Regions from separate parts of the Sus scrofa genome. Here regions 2 and 3 are each linked to region 1. Evidence: chromatin contacts called from public Hi-C data. All regions are on one chromosome and are shown on one strand. Each heading gives the region's core, a stretch centred on a gene start, on an enhancer-like site or on the middle of the called end of the contact. The rest is flanking DNA. Distances are from core to core; before and after follow the strand shown. Region 1 overlaps LOC106509797 (a long non-coding RNA gene). Region 2 has its middle 220 kb from the start of ETAA1. Region 3 has its middle 61 kb from the start of ETAA1.

Region 1 (4,985 bases), core at 1,342-3,841:
CCGCCCCCTCCCGCCCGCGTCTTCCACGCCTCGCATAGAATTTTCGCTCCTTGTTCCTAGCTGTGCGCTGCGCCCCTCGAGTCCGAGCTGGGTTCGGAAGGGAGATGCTGCTGGCCTGGGGCTGGGCGGGTCCCCGAGCGCCAGGAGAAGATCCCGAGGGATGCGGCAGCAGCTGCGAGGATCCCGGTCTGGACGCGGCAGCTCTGGCGCCCTAAGCCCGGGTCCTGGCCCTGGAGGGAGCAGGGCGGACAGGTCCCTGCTCAGAGCCCAGAGCACCTAGGGAGGCGGCTCCAGCACCTCCACTGGCCTTCTCCCTCTTCCCTAAACCAAAAGGAAAGCCAAATCTAAAGGGGCTGCATACGTCGCCTCAGGACACTAGGCAACCCAGGGTCCGCGCAGAAGGTTGTGAAGAGGCAAGTCCTTTGGGCTCCCGCCTCTTGCCTTCCGAATGGCGCGGTTCGGGGTGCTTTGTGGCGGACTAGACGTTCCTTGCTGGAGTCTGCGTCCGAGTCCCACCGGGGCTCTGGAAGCAGGACTGCGAGAGCTTGGAGCTCCCGGGGGGTGGACGGGGAGGGGGGGCACTTGAGATCTGGGCAGCGTCCGCCAGGCGCAGCCGGGAAGCGGTGGGCATCTAGTACCCCGACGTCTTAGGCAGGCGCTCGGCAGGATCACTTTAAAGCCTCTGCAAACTTTCCCCTGCCTTTCCGATCCCAGCAGGCCGTCGGCCCCTGTAAAAACATGACGTTGCAGAGCTCCCCGGTAGGCGCTTGGACCCCGGATAGAGTGGCTAGAGTGGCATGGAATTGGGTTTGGGGCACCCTGCCTGGCCCTGACCGGGCATTTCACCTCGCCTGACTCCCCTCTCCGGTGCCACCCTCACCCACTTGACTGTGGGGCAGCCTGAAGCACTCTGGGTGGCCAGGTTCAGAGTTTACACGAGGTTGGGAATGCCAGGGGCAAGTACAGAGCGGCGAAGGAGAGAGAGTGGGGGATCGCCTCTTGAGGAGGTCGCTAATGGCGAAAGTTGCGGGGGGTGTGTGTGTGTGTCTCATTTTGGCCCAATCTGCCCACTAAGGAGTCTACAACAGTCTCTCCCAAGGCGGAGCTGAAAGAGAAAACAAACAACATATTGAGCAACCTGTGCGCCAACATCTGAGCTTTCTAGAGTCTTTGCCTTAAAAACGGGTATCCTGGGGGTCTTGGTAAAGAGATGAGATGCATTTTATGGTCCCAATTTTGGCGGGCCGCGCCCGAAGGTCGCTCCTCCGCGCACTGCCCGGAGAGCTCAATCCAGCGAGGGGAAGCCCAGGCGCTGAAACCCTGGAGAAAAGGGATTTAGTTTTAAGCCAGTCTCCCATCGATCGGGTCGGTAATTCCTACCCCTGCCCACTCACAGACACACTCACCTCTACTCTAAAGCATTAAGTTCATTACGTGAGCAATGATCTTTATATCCAGTTGGAAAACGAGTCCCGGGACCTCGCCGATTGGGGAAGCAGTGAATAAAGTCACCTGCTCCCGCATCCGCCCGGCCGGCTCCTCCGTGGCAGGGCGGAATGCGCAGGGGTCCCGCGCTCCAAGCTGGAGCGTTTCCCGCAGGGGTCAGGGAAGCCTGTGCCTGCTGTCTTCGGGTTGGCGACCTTCTCGAAGGGTGGGATTGCCCTCGTCGACTTTCTTCCTCCCCTCCCTTCTATTTTCTTCTTGGGGGCCCCCTCTCACCTCCGCGTTTTCTTCCTGCTCCTTTCCCCAAAGTGGCGAGCGCCCCTTCCCTTCCAAGAGTCCCCTGGCTGTCCCCCCACCCTGACCTCTCCCCGCAGCCGCAGGTCCGGGTAACCCATCACCTTTTCGTTCCCGCCTGCTTCACCCACCAGCCTTGACCTCTGTGGATGGGGATCGCTTAGCGAAGCCCTCTTGAAGCTACTTGCTGAGGGCACCCTGGGGCTTTAAACAACCCGATTCCTCCATCTAGGAGAGATCCCTGTGCCCAATGATACTTCCATCTCAAAGAAAGCCAGCGAAGCGGCAAACACCCCTCGCAGCCGCCTGCTCCCCATCCCCCCCCCACTATCCTCCCCCGCAACACCTCCCATCCCCTTGGCATCGAGCAGTGTCTGGCACTGCGGGGAGATGGAGGTGAGCCACGCGCCCCCTTCCTTACTGGCCGACCCACGAGGCGCCAGCTTGTTCTGGAGACTCAGTTTCCACCGGACAATCGTGAAAGCGGGGAAAACACAACGCAGTGGTGTGTAAACCCACTTTCCCGCGCCCTCCCCCCATCTGATTTTCAAGACGTGCATTTTCAGGTAGTCCTAAAGAGTGAACAGCGAGCTTTGTGTGTTATCTAGTGGGGGTGGGGATGGAAGAGGAGGAGACTCCCACCGCTCGCTCCAGTCTTTAATGTCTGAAATAACGAAATGCCTGTGTGGCAGCTGCTGCTAGAGCCAAAACTAACTCTTTGGAAGACGGAAAAGAGTGAAAGGCAAAGAAAGACTGTTCATTTTTTTTCCTTTGGTGCCGTTTGGGATGTCATCTGTTTCCTTGGCGACTGTGTTCAGTCCCCGGAGCCCCTGGGCTCCTGGATTGTTAGGGGGGAAAAAGCATGCTATTTCTGCACCGTCATTTATCACTGTCACAGCATAATGATTCCCCTTGCAGCCCCTTATTGATGTTTGTAATTGCATTATCTCATAAAGGAGGATGATCAATGAAACCGAGCCGTGCATTCTGGGGTCAGAGGAAGCCAAAGTACTGTTTGTCCCCTTTAATACAACAAGTACTCATTATCTTTAGGTCTGCATTCAAAAAATGATCTGATCTGGGTCTGACCCTGTCGGACATCCCAACACTTTTTAAAACGCGGTTTGTGTAACCTTTTGCTTAAATGCTAAATCAAGTACCTGTCTTGCATTTCAACGAAACAAGACTCTAAAATTGAATGGGAAAAGCATTTTTTTCTTTCTTTCTGCCCCCCACCCCCACCCCCGGTCCGGTAAGGCGGTCTGAGGATGCATGTGATTTTACACTGTAACTGCTCAGTGATATAATGTAGAAAAAGCAACCCCCATCAGTAAGGGACCCAAGTAATCTAATGAATGAAAAAATTGGGGTGAGGGGGGAAAAGGTATCTGGGAGCATTTAACAAGGTCGGTATTAAAAGATCAGAATAAACCCACACCCTGTTTAATTAATAAGAGCTATAAACTGAAATAATTCCCCATGATTCTGCCCTTGCTTCTCCCCTTTACAGAGTCATATCTCTTTGGTTTAGATAAATGACTTTTGTGCCTGTTCGATTCTCACAACAACAATAACTAAATCAGTTGCACGCTCTGTATCTAAAACTGTCTACAAACTCCAGCAAATAAAAAGGAGTTCATTTGTCTATTAAGGCAAGTATTTAGTTGAGCAGAAATGTCCCAGTAACACTGAATGGAGTTCATGTAATCCCAAGAAAATCAAGTCATCTTGTTGCACTGAAGTAAATGAAAAAATACAAAGGAGGAAAGGTCCAAGTGTAATTTTAAACTAAGTGCATTATTGGAGTGTCAGAGTGAAAACTGTGCTTGTGTGGTTGGGATGGAGGGAGTAGACTTCAACTTAGCTCACATGTAACTGAAAGCTTTTATCAAGGAAACAATGATGCCAAGTTTGGTTATCATTTTAATTTGTGGAAAGAGGAGAAATGGAGACAATTTTAATTCATCATCTCAATAAATTAGGGTAACTCCTTCAAAGACAAAATTAAGCGAAGAATTGACTTTTAACGTTGCAAACCTGTATAACCAAAAAGAAAAGTTTCCAATCTTCTGAAGGTGAATTCTTCCATGCTAATAAAGCTACAAAAAAAAAAAAAAAAAAAAAGATGAGGATCAGGGGTTTATTTTAAATATTCTACAAATAATTTCTAAACCACATAAATCAGTATTTTACATAAAAATGTTTAAATGAAAAGCCTTCACCATATGAGAAAATGGATACTAATACTAGTTAAATAAAATACTGTCTTGATCATTTGACACCTTGACATAAAACCTTAAATCGAATGATAGAAAAACAAAGGGCAAAAATACTCCCCTTTAGAAAAAAGAACTTTAATATTAAGCTAAAAAGAGTTTTAACTCTGTCGAACCATCACTTAATTTTTCTCTAGAAGGCAGATTCTTCTAATACGTATTATTTTCCAGGAATTCTGTCAGATCACTTTGAAATAATATATGTTTTGTATTATTTAAATATTCTGGCACTTTCGTTCTTTGATAAGGCTCAAACTGAAATGGATATGCAGTCACGCATATATTTAATATAAATGGTGTCTTGTCGTTAACATAAAATATCAAAGGGAAAATAAAACTTTGGGCTTTGTCAGTTGAGATAGAATTTTTTAGCATAATACTCTGATTTTCAAAACATACAAATGAACTCCCTCGATTTTAACCAATCAACACAAGTCTTTCTCTTATTTGGTTGGGGATCTGGCATCCGGTACGTTTTCTATTTTTAATATTTAGTGTTATAGCCCACGGTTAAAATAATGAAAAATTAGTCTCGTTTCAGATATTATTTATTTATAGAAAGAACATGATTAAAACATAAACACACACACAAACTGCAGCTGCAACAGAGGAAAAAAAACTTGATTTACGGTTATTAAATCTTTGATCGCCATGTTAATGTTTCTTTTTCTACCTTTCATTTGCATTTTAATCTATCGAATCTTTACAATTTTGCTGCCTCCTATGTCAATGATTGATTACAGATCTGAAATAAGAAAAACCAAGCCTAGCTTTTCTTTTTCCTTTCTTTTATTCGCTTTCTTTTTTCTTTTTTTTTTCACCGTCCTCTTCCCCCGGGTAGATTTCTGAAACTTTCTCTCAATGCTAATGTAGACAGGACAAATTAATTCTGCTCTTTTAAATGTCAAAGATATAAATAAAAAATGTTTTCTGTCCCAAACGTGAATATTTTCCCAGCCGCTTGTTTTCCAG
Region 2 (4,985 bases), core at 1,845-4,344, 970 kb after region 1:
CAACCTACACCACAGCTCACGGCAACGCCAGATCGTTAACCCGCTGAGCAAGCGCAGGGACCGAACCTGCAACCTCATGGTTCCTAGTCGGATTCGTTAACCACTGCGCCACGACGGGAACTCCAGACTATGAACTCTTAATCCAGTATATCTCATGCCCCTGCCAGTGCCTCTTTGAAAGAAATAGTGTGGAATTTGATTTTCTTAGCTTTGGGGGCTCAAGTGGAGAAGTACATAATATCAGCTCCTCTTTCATGGGTGTCAATATCTATTCACAGGAAACACATGTATTCAGATATTTTTATGCTTCTTCTGTTCTCCTTCCAGTCTCTCTCCCTCCACATTCCTAAGAGCTCCCCCGGAACTTGGTTTCATGATGATTCTCCATTTCTTTGACTCCTCTGCCAAGCCTGATACAGAGCCTTTTTGATGGTTTTGTCTTCCTTCTCAAAGTTTTTCTGATTAACCTTTATTCCTCCTATTTTCTCCAAAGCCTGCTCTCTCACTGGTAAGGTAATTTCTGTATTCCATTCAAGTCCAACAATGGTGCTAACTAGTGATTCTTCTCTGGCTTTCAGATTGGAATCCTGAGGTCATTTGACTTGAATAGTGGGAATAACATGGTGTGACCCTTGTTGGGGGTTCCTCAAGGCAAATTGTTTCTGATGTTGCTTGGCTTCTCACCTTTCACCTCTGGCAATGCTAAACAAGCATCTCATAGCATTCTGAAAGAAAATGACTCCCCAGTCCATCAACACCTTACATAGCCATTATCTCCCTCTTTAACATACAACTTTTACTTATAGAATTATTAAATTTTGAAAAGAAACCACTTAGTCTATTCTGCTTGTTTTACAGTTGAGGGAACCAGAATCCAGATGGCACAGTGACTTGACCAAACTCACACACCTAAGACTAGTTAGTGACATTCAAGATGAGAACCCGTCCTCCCACACCTTCTTCCTATGTGGTCTCCTCACTCAACTGTCACCTCCCTCAGTCTTGCTGGTTTCTCTTCCAAAAAAATCTTGCATCTGGAATACTGACATGCCAGTTTTATCCCTTTTAGGGCCTTAACATAAAACCTACCAAATTAGGTGATCAAAGGCTTTGATTCAGTGATTAGATAGCAGAATACACATAATGTCTAGATCTTTTTCTGACATATGAACAGCTCTCAACCATCCCCCCTTTGGCTGACTCACCTTCTTCTTAGGTAAGTACATGATGGTGTTTCTGACCACTTGTTTCTGACCATCTCATGCGGATGTTCTCATGAGATGCTTCAGTCAAGAAGGGGAGCTTGGAGTTAAGGGATGCAAACTATTGCTTTTGGAATGGATTAACAATGAGATCCTGCTGTGTAGCACTGAAACGATGTCTAGGTTCTTACAACGGAGCATGATAATGGGAGAAAAAAGTATGTATACATGTATGGGTAACTCAGGTCCCCATGCTGTACAGTGGAAAAAACAAATTATGTTGGGGAAATAACAGTAAAAAAAAGGCAGGGGGCCTATGTCAAACATCTCTGCAAATGCTCATAGCACATCTGATCCCTGCCTTGGCAATTCGTGATATGTGTCAAAGTCTCCAAGACTGCTGTCATCAAGGAATTTTCATGACTTCTCTTAATTTAATATTTATCAGGCTTCTTTGGCTATGGAACTCCTTTCCTGACAATATAGCTATTGAAATCTTGCAACACACACTTCAGGAAAAACTAGCTCTACACTTCACATCTCTATTTCTGTCTGAATCCCCTACTTTCTCACATTCTTGGCACACTTGCTCTGCCCTACAAAAACATTCCCATTCTATGGACTATCTTTTTAAGTTCCTACCATGTTAAACTATTAATAAGGGCTCACTATGCTCTGAGTTCTAAGCTCTAAGTCATTGAGCTTAGAACTTAAAATGGGTTGAAGCCCAGGTCATGGCTGCATGACCTTGAATGAAGTGCTCTACTTTCTGTAAGCATTGATTTCTTCACTTGTAACCTCAACATTGTAATTTACACCTTGCTTGTATCAGCATTGCTTTAAGGCTCAGCAGAAATAATAGAGAGGAAAGCATGCCATTCACCCTAAAATGTGGTATAAATGTTAAAAATTATTATGACAATAATGACCATGACGCTAAACCTCTTTCCTTAAGAAACGCATTTACTTTAGTGTCAAAAGTTCCTAAAGAGGTTTAAAAACTGATTATATTGGGTTTAATCTGTCCACTGAGCAGAGGGAAATACAGTTGAAGAATTAAAAGCAGAAACTCACCAGCTGCAGAACAGAAGAAGAAGGCATAACCCTTTGGAGGAGGGGGCGCAGTTAGAGGGAATCTCAAATCATTCCACGAGGAGGAGGCAGAGCTCTTACATGATTTCACCCAGAGATCTCTCCTGACCTAGCGGTCGGGTAAATAGTCTGCCAGGAGCTGGGTGCCTGGTGGAAACATATGTGAAAATGCTGATGAAATGGAAGGCTTTGGCTCAAGTTGTAGAAACCCCCTTCGGTGACCTGAAGGAAGCCAGAAACCCTAGAAGAACATGCAAGATTCTTTTCTGAGCCATCCCAGAGATTTCTCCTTTTTGCCCCAGTGGAAACAGGGCAAATAGGACTGGATGTCAGTACCTGGAGTTCAACAATTCAGAGTCGAACCTGAGAAATACTAGGTTCTCATAGATGGGTTTAGATGAATGCATCCTTCTTGTCTGCCAGGCTGGTGGCTGGAAAAACATCTGTTACACATTTTAATGGGGTGGGTGGGTCTTCTGAACACATCACGTGATGCCGTAACCCAAAAGAGTGATGTAAATGATAGGGAAATTTAGAGATCACAGCTGGCCAGAAACAAAATGTGACATTGGCCCTTTAAGGCTTTGTCCTTCTGACCATTCCAGGTTCCTAATCCTCCTGCCAAGTGGGCTGGAGGCCAAAATATTTCTTAACTTTGCATTTATTTCAGGGTGTTAATCTCATAGGCAACCAACTCCTATTTAATAAACTCAAAACTCCCCAGGCCCTCCCCCTCAGGGATGCCTGCGTCTGTTCTCCCAGAGGCTCAGCATACATGTGCCTGCCCCTGTCTTTTCCTGCCTGCCCAGGGTGTTGACACAGCAGTGTCAGGACATCACGCAGCTGTCATCAGCCCCATGCCACAGATGGTCCCTCAATTATGCATCCCCCTTCCCAGGGCGCCTGCCTTGGCCACTCGAGCAGTCTACCTGCCACTGAGTTTCACATGGAACTCCAGAGGCCAGGAGGAGAAGCCAAGTGGCATGGGCTTAAGAACCTTTCGCTCCAAGGCGGGCTGGCAGAGGGAGTGGATTCCCCAGCCCTTCCTCAGCCCCATTTTTAATCACTAACCAAGGAAGGTAATGAGAACGTACTTGAATTACAAAGATTCCCATTTATTACTCTGGCCGCCCCTCCACAAAGCCTCCCTTTGGCAAAAACAGATCACTATTGACACTTTTAGAAGGCCCTGGGCCCCTCTCAATTATTGGCCTAATCTCTGCCTGCTCTGAAAGCAGAATTCTTTCCTAACTAGATTTTTTCAAAAGTTAAGAGGCTACTCTCTGCTTTCTTCAGCAGAAAGACTTGGTGAGCTAATGTTGGTATGTTTCATGGCCTCCGCAGCATCTGCAGGATGTGGAAAGAGAAGAAACAAACCAGATGTTTCCAAAAGGTAGCTCCACTAAGCCTTCTTAACATAATTATTGCAATAGTGTATCCGCATTTTATGGTCCCGCTTCTCTCTTGATACCTTGGGAACTTTTCCTGGAGAAATCCAAACCAGTAGATCTGAGTTCCCTCTAAACAGATTTGCAACCTTAAAAAAAAAAAAAAAAAAAAAAAAGAGAGAGAAAGAAAGAAAAAAAATTTGACATATATCCCCCATTAAATCCAAATTTCCTTTATCAAATTTTCGAAGGGAAAAATAGATTAAGGACATGTAGATATTTATCTCAGCCTTCAACATTTACACTCATTTGGTTAATTAGCACTTAATTACACTGTCAAAGGGGAAAATTTTACCACGGGGCGCGGGCAGACCAATGCCCTCCCTTCAGCCCCTCACTTCTGCCGAGAGAGAGGCCAGACCTCTGCTCCGAGCCAACTCCTTCCTCACGAAACATTCGTAATGATTACTTGACAAGGACTGTAGATACAAAATTGTGCAATGGAGAGCTATCACTCACGGGGGCCACGCTGAGGTTCTCAAGCTGGAGCAACAGTGCCCCCCAAAGCAAGCAGTCAGAAACATCCTGAAAGGCAACACGGGTCTGCCCAAACTTCTATTTTCTGCTTCATAAGCCAGGGAGCTATTTTAAGAGTTGCTGGCCGAAAAGCAGGCTCTATTACAACCAGACAAGCATTCCAACCAAGCTGGGGAGCCTCCGCTGGAAGCGGAGAATGTTTCCACCTATTCTAACTCAGACGCCGAGAATTCTCCGCGGAGAAGAGGGGGGTGGGGAGCAGGAGAGACACAGTAGAAAATCGGAAAACTTCAGAAGTCTGCCGAACTCAAGGGAACAAAGTCTAACTCAATTAATGCATAAATCTTATTAAGCGAAATGCAGCTGAATAGAGTCATTTGTCATCAGAGTTTCTCCATCTTGTAACAAATGGCAATATTTGGGGGTCTCACGGGTTCTCTGCCAAGGGGAAGACGTCATTAAAGCTGCTGGAAAATAATAGTATTCGAATTAGTTTAATTATGATGTGATGAATTATCAAAGCATTTTTTAAAAACAATATGCAATTAGCCTTTTTTTTTTTTAAGCCAAAGACTGTTTTCCAAAACAGGAAATGAAGCATAACACCCTTAATTTCATCGTTGGGGCAAAGTCCTAGACACCCTGATGCAGTGGTACAATGAGCATGTAATGAAACCAACTGTCCCCGCTCCAGCAACGCCCTTTGTGCATTGACTAGAAGGGCTTTTGGCTCCAAGAGTGGAAACTGCATTAAGCCAGAGCCTAA
Region 3 (4,985 bases), core at 1,701-4,200, 680 kb after region 1:
ATTTTTCTTACCACGCTTCCATTGTTAGATACTAAAGTACCTTCCCATGTTTTCTATTATAAATAATATAAAGACAACTTTATATGTATGGCTTTTTCCATATTTCTTAGGATAGATCCCTTTACCTACCAGCTCCCTTAAATAGGGTATAAGAAATTTCTCTTCCAAGGGCAAGTGGAAAGTAAAACATTCTGTGACATATAGAAAATCTTACTTCTATGTGGAATGTGTGTGTGTGTGTGTGTGTGTGTGTGTAAAAGTCAAGCTCATAGAAACAGAGAGTGGAAAAGTGGTTGCCAGGGCCTGGGGGTAGGTAGGGATTGGAGGAAATAGGGGGAGGTTGATCAAAGGGTACAAACTTTCCACTATAAGATGAATACAGCCTGAGACTCTAGTGACTATAGTTGATGACACTATAAGTTTAATTCAAATTCGCTTAAGGAATAGAACGTAAATGTTCTCACACATACACACAGAGATAAGTATGTGAGGGGATGTGTTAATTAACTAGGTGGGGGGAATTTTCACAATGTATAGACACATCACATCTCCATGACGTACATTTTAAACATCTTACAAATGTATTTATCAAGTGTACTTCAATAAAGCTGAAATTTTAAAAAAGAAACAAAAATCTTATCTGAAGTTAACATACAAGCCTAGGGTTGGGGGTGATGGCTTTACTTCTGTAGTCAATATTGGCAACATGAGAAAAGCATTTCATTTTCACTACTATGTTCTTCCTTGTTCTCTATAATCAAAGCATACCATAGCAATGAAGTAAAATCAGAATTTCCTACTTTATTCTACTCAGCATTTGTCATTCTCTCCAGAAAAAGGAGAAGAAGAAGAAAAAAAAAAAAAAAAAGGTCCCTTTAACTACAATTAAAGTTTCGAAAATTTCTCAGTTTCCTAGAGAGCATTGCAAATAGACTATTAGGACAGCACTCAGGTCACTTTTTAAAAGAAGTGTGGTCTTAATAATTAATACTCCTAGATGTTTTCATGGCATTAATTCAGAGAATGATGAATTGGGTAAGTTAGGCAATATATTTTAACTAAAACCACTTTGGATTTTGACAAGGAATTCAAACTTTTCAGCTGTGGTCTGTAACTGCACAGCAGCTTGTAAAAAGAATAATCACCTCAACTTTTTCAACTTCCTGAAATTACTCAAAACAGAGTAGTTCAGGATTGTTTCATTTGGAAGTAATGTTCCAGTATATTTTAATTATGGGTTTCAATTCTCAACATTCTAGATTTTCTTAACCGTCCTTTATGCATTTGCATGAACTTAAAATTGTTATTTGCAGCTTTTAATCAAGAACTTACCCGATTTGCTTATTTTGGTCTTTGATTTTACGAAGCACCCTCAAATTCAATTCAAGTTTTATTAGGGTTCAAATGACATATTTCTAACAAGCCATACATTTCTCTTTAGATGGTTTTGTCCATTTGATGTTATTATTGGCCTGAGATAACATAACAGCTTTTGTTTTCCAAATCTATCCCTTTAGTGAAATCTATTTCATTTGTACAGTTTTAAAACAAAAGATAAACATTCTCTGTGAGATACTGGAAGGAGAAGCAATTAATGTGAATTTGATAAAACATAATATACTGGACTGACAGTTAAAAAGCTATGCTTGTTTGATTGTTGACTAGTTTTGTCTTTAAATAATGGTCTTCTTTTGGCATTTAATGTATATTTGTTCGCAATAAACATAATTTATGAATATTTTAACACATGTGTACTCAGTGGGGTGGATTATCATACTGATATAAATAGAATTAATGAGCAGTCAACCCGCCACATGTCATGACATATGACTGGGCAGCTAGAGCACAGAAATAATTCTTGTAGTTTCATAATAAAGCTTTTTTCTTAGTTTAACTTTTTCAAACTATTCACTGTCTTTATTTTCCCTTTATTTTGGAGTATGAGTCACCAACTAGGAAACAGGATTCTGGTTTTCCTACAAGCATCTCCTTTTTGACATTCATGAACTATTTTCTTGTCCTTTAAAACTAAATAAACATATTTGAACAAACTAATGCCTTTCGGCCAACTTTCAGAGAATTGGTCGTAAATAATCATTTTACTTATTTCAACTAGAAAAAAAAATCGATGGATTTCTCCTCTTCTTTTCATTTTGTGGCAAGAGTCTGATCACACCCCATAGCTGCTGGCAGCTCTTTACAAGAACAAAAACTTTTAAAATTCTTTTAAATTCTAAAACAAATCTGATGACCGTATCACCTGGATAAAATCATCCTGCAGAAAACATCTTCTTAGCCAGTTATTTGTGTTCCTTGCACCCAAAGCAACAATCTGTTAAGCGTGCCTAATAAGATTTTTTTTTTCCTAAGGAATAAACCCAGTGGTATAAAGCCACCTCTTCAAATGATAGGTATGGGGGTGAACACGGGCATGCAAAATTTCCAGTTCAACCAGATTTCATCTGACCAAGAATTATGTGCATAGGGATGCAAATTGAAATTGAAGAGGAATGTTATTTCTTTTTATTATTTTTATAGCTTGATGACGGGGTAAAAAAATGGGAAAAAAATTAAACTAGCATGTAGACTGCACGGTCCAGATGATCTGACGGGAGGAAGGCTTTGGCAAAGATATTAGAGCATGACTTTTGAGAGATACAGATGGCAGGGTTATAGCCTTTATTCCTCTTATCTTTCATTTTCAAAGGGAATATTCAAAGCTTTTTTGCCACCACCAGCCCTCCACTTCTACGTTCACATTTAAAAACACTGCCTCCCTAAACCAAAGTTCTGGCCTAAAACAGGCAAGCCCCAGGATGCTTTAAGAAAATGACAGAGTGTGACACCATGCTCCTGGTCATCTGTTAGAGGAGGAGACTGCACTCGACAGGGCTGGGGGCTGATGAACTTCCCTGAAGTGTCTCCCTTGGGGAAATTCAGCTCTTTCACCGGCAAAGAAAATGGGCACCACCTAGTGCTTTTTTGATGCAAAGGCTGTTTGCACTGGTGTGGACCTGAGTGGACCTGAGTGGGCCTGTGTGTTGGGTGGCTGACCTCTACAAAGGGAAAAAGAAAGAAGTCAGTTGGCTTTACCCTGTAGGCCAAAAAAAAAAAAAAAAAAAAAAAAAAAGAAGTAAAAATTAAAAAGCAAACTATAAGCTTAAGACAAATGAATTTAGTGCTTCAAACTCAGGGATTTTCAAACTCAGGGATTTTCTTGGGCTTTTTCTTTTTTTAAGCAATTGTTTGTCTGTTCATGAGAAATAACATTTTTACTCACTGAGACGATAATGATAATTTCTCTTGTATAATTTTTTTTTTTTTTTGGCCTCTTCATTTGGTCTGTGGCTAACTTGTAAACATTTCTAAGAACTTTCATTTCATCCAAAGTGACAAAGCAGAACAAGCCTTCCCACCACCCCCTAATCCAGTCTAACAAGGAGCCTGTCTGTGGAGTTCTCCTAACACAACAAATAGCTTTTATGAAAAATGGTTTGTAGCACAAAATCTTTTGCAATGCAATAAGATCAAGTTAACCCTCATGCCTCTAGGAAAAAGCCTGGGAAGTTTTATCTGATTGGCAAAATGGACCCAGATATGAGTTCAAGGATTGAGTACACTTTGATGAAATTTCACAGCAATGAAGTCTGATTACCTGAATGATTGCTTAAGCCCTTTAAAAAATAACTCAAGGAAGCACTAGATTTTTTTTGTTGTTGTTGGGAAAACAGATGGTCCTGTAGGGAACAGGAGAGTAACTATTCCAGCCTGTTTGCTTTCTCTATTACACTATGCTTCGAATTACTGTTGCCACAGTTGCTTTTAGGAAATAACGATCATGATTTCTCTGCTGCGAAGAGGTGGAATGTTCCGCAATACAATTAAAAACCTTAGTGTAGGCAGGGTGGAGGGTACAAACAGGGAGAGTGAGGAACCTGCTATACATAACCAGATTAACAAGGGGCCTGCTACACATCCAGGAACTAACTAGCTGACTTTAAACTCATTAGAGATCTGCTTATTCAATATGCTGCCCAACAGAATCCAGATGGAAAACAGTCTTCAAAGAAACAGATAAAAATATTATAACTACTATCAGTGTCTGAGCTAAGCAACCTGGATATAAAGGAATGAAGAAGGCAAAACCTAAGATTCTGAACTTTTCTCCTTGGCCGATAGCAAATTCTGGTTATAAGATGCTGATAGCACTACCTACATACAGCACTCGTCACTTGTATTACGAACGGAGTTAAAAAGTCTAAAGCATATTCATATCTTTAGCTATTTTATTGCTGTAATTTAGGATATTAAAGTTATTCCCTTAAACAAATTAAAAAATGTATATACCAAGGAGGGAAAACAAATGTCTGAAGATGGGTTTCTTCTCCAAGCAGCAAGAAAAAATAAAATGAACTGTTCTCTTTGGGATTTCCCTGAAACAAAACATACAGCTTTAGGTTTATAACTAAATAGGAGATCTTGCCTTGACAGGTTTAAGAAGCACATGAATGATTAGCTGAAACTATGAGTTGGGGGAGGGGGGCTGAGATTGTGTTTTGCCAAATATGTACCTACAAGGTAATGGAAGGAGGTGGCCATCTAATTCACCTTTCAAATAAAAGCAGTATAGGTTCTACATTCAAGATGATTCCTCAACTCAGTGCCATCATCAGATCAGCCTCTTATAAAAATAAAAAATAAAACTTGCTTTTTTTTCTCCTCCCCTCCTCTAACTCCCCCCTCGCACCCTGCCCACCACGGGTTCCCTCCTGCCTGCTTTCCCCCGAATGCTCTAGTTCACAGTGAAACCCTCTGGTAATGACAGTCCTGAAGTGATAATGTACTTCCTGCCTTTCCGTTAGCAGTAGCATTTGATCCCGCCATGGGTGCCAGCTCAGCGGCAGAAGGATGCTTTCATATTTTCGAGAGGCAAAAGGGACCAGTTCGATTTACTGCCTTGACTGACTCAGCAGCTTCACTAAGTT

Evidence for each region. A called contact is a pair of places that touch in the nucleus more often than the background predicts.
Region 2: a contact with region 1 is called in a Hi-C map of mesenteric adipose tissue, with 1.7 times the contacts expected there. The contact joins two enhancer-like sites. A contact is called at or near these places in 8 of 47 Hi-C or Micro-C datasets (embryonic fibroblasts, fetal heart ventricle, fetal skeletal muscle and 3 more).
Region 3: a contact with region 1 is called in a Hi-C map of omental adipose tissue, with 1.6 times the contacts expected there. The contact joins two enhancer-like sites. A contact is called at or near these places in 5 of 47 Hi-C or Micro-C datasets (embryonic fibroblasts, epiblast stem cells, fibroblasts and 1 more).

What each region holds. Positions count from the first base shown.
Region 1 is chr3:75,476,802-75,481,786 of Sscrofa11.1, reverse strand. All of the region lies in intron 1 of LOC106509797 (a long non-coding RNA gene), which reads left to right. LOC110259996 (a long non-coding RNA gene) reads right to left here. Exons shown (of 2, transcript XR_002342629.1): 1 at 1,407-4,985; 2 at 1-1,320. Among named protein-coding and RNA genes, the nearest start is that of MEIS1, 150 kb to the left of the region's middle. Within about 2 kb of position 2,591, at least 14 of the 83 cell types and tissues checked have an H3K27ac peak or open chromatin away from gene starts, as enhancers often do. A contact at or near this core is called in mesenteric adipose tissue and omental adipose tissue, where this site is marked.
Region 2 is chr3:74,509,915-74,514,899 of Sscrofa11.1, reverse strand. No RefSeq gene overlaps it. Among named protein-coding and RNA genes, the nearest start is that of ETAA1, 220 kb to the left of the region's middle. Within about 2 kb of position 3,094, at least 26 of the 83 cell types and tissues checked have an H3K27ac peak or open chromatin away from gene starts, as enhancers often do. A contact at or near this core is called in mesenteric adipose tissue and omental adipose tissue, where this site is marked.
Region 3 is chr3:74,795,381-74,800,365 of Sscrofa11.1, reverse strand. No RefSeq gene overlaps it. Among named protein-coding and RNA genes, the nearest start is that of ETAA1, 61 kb to the right of the region's middle. Within about 2 kb of position 2,950, at least 9 of the 83 cell types and tissues checked have an H3K27ac peak or open chromatin away from gene starts, as enhancers often do. A contact at or near this core is called in omental adipose tissue, where this site is marked.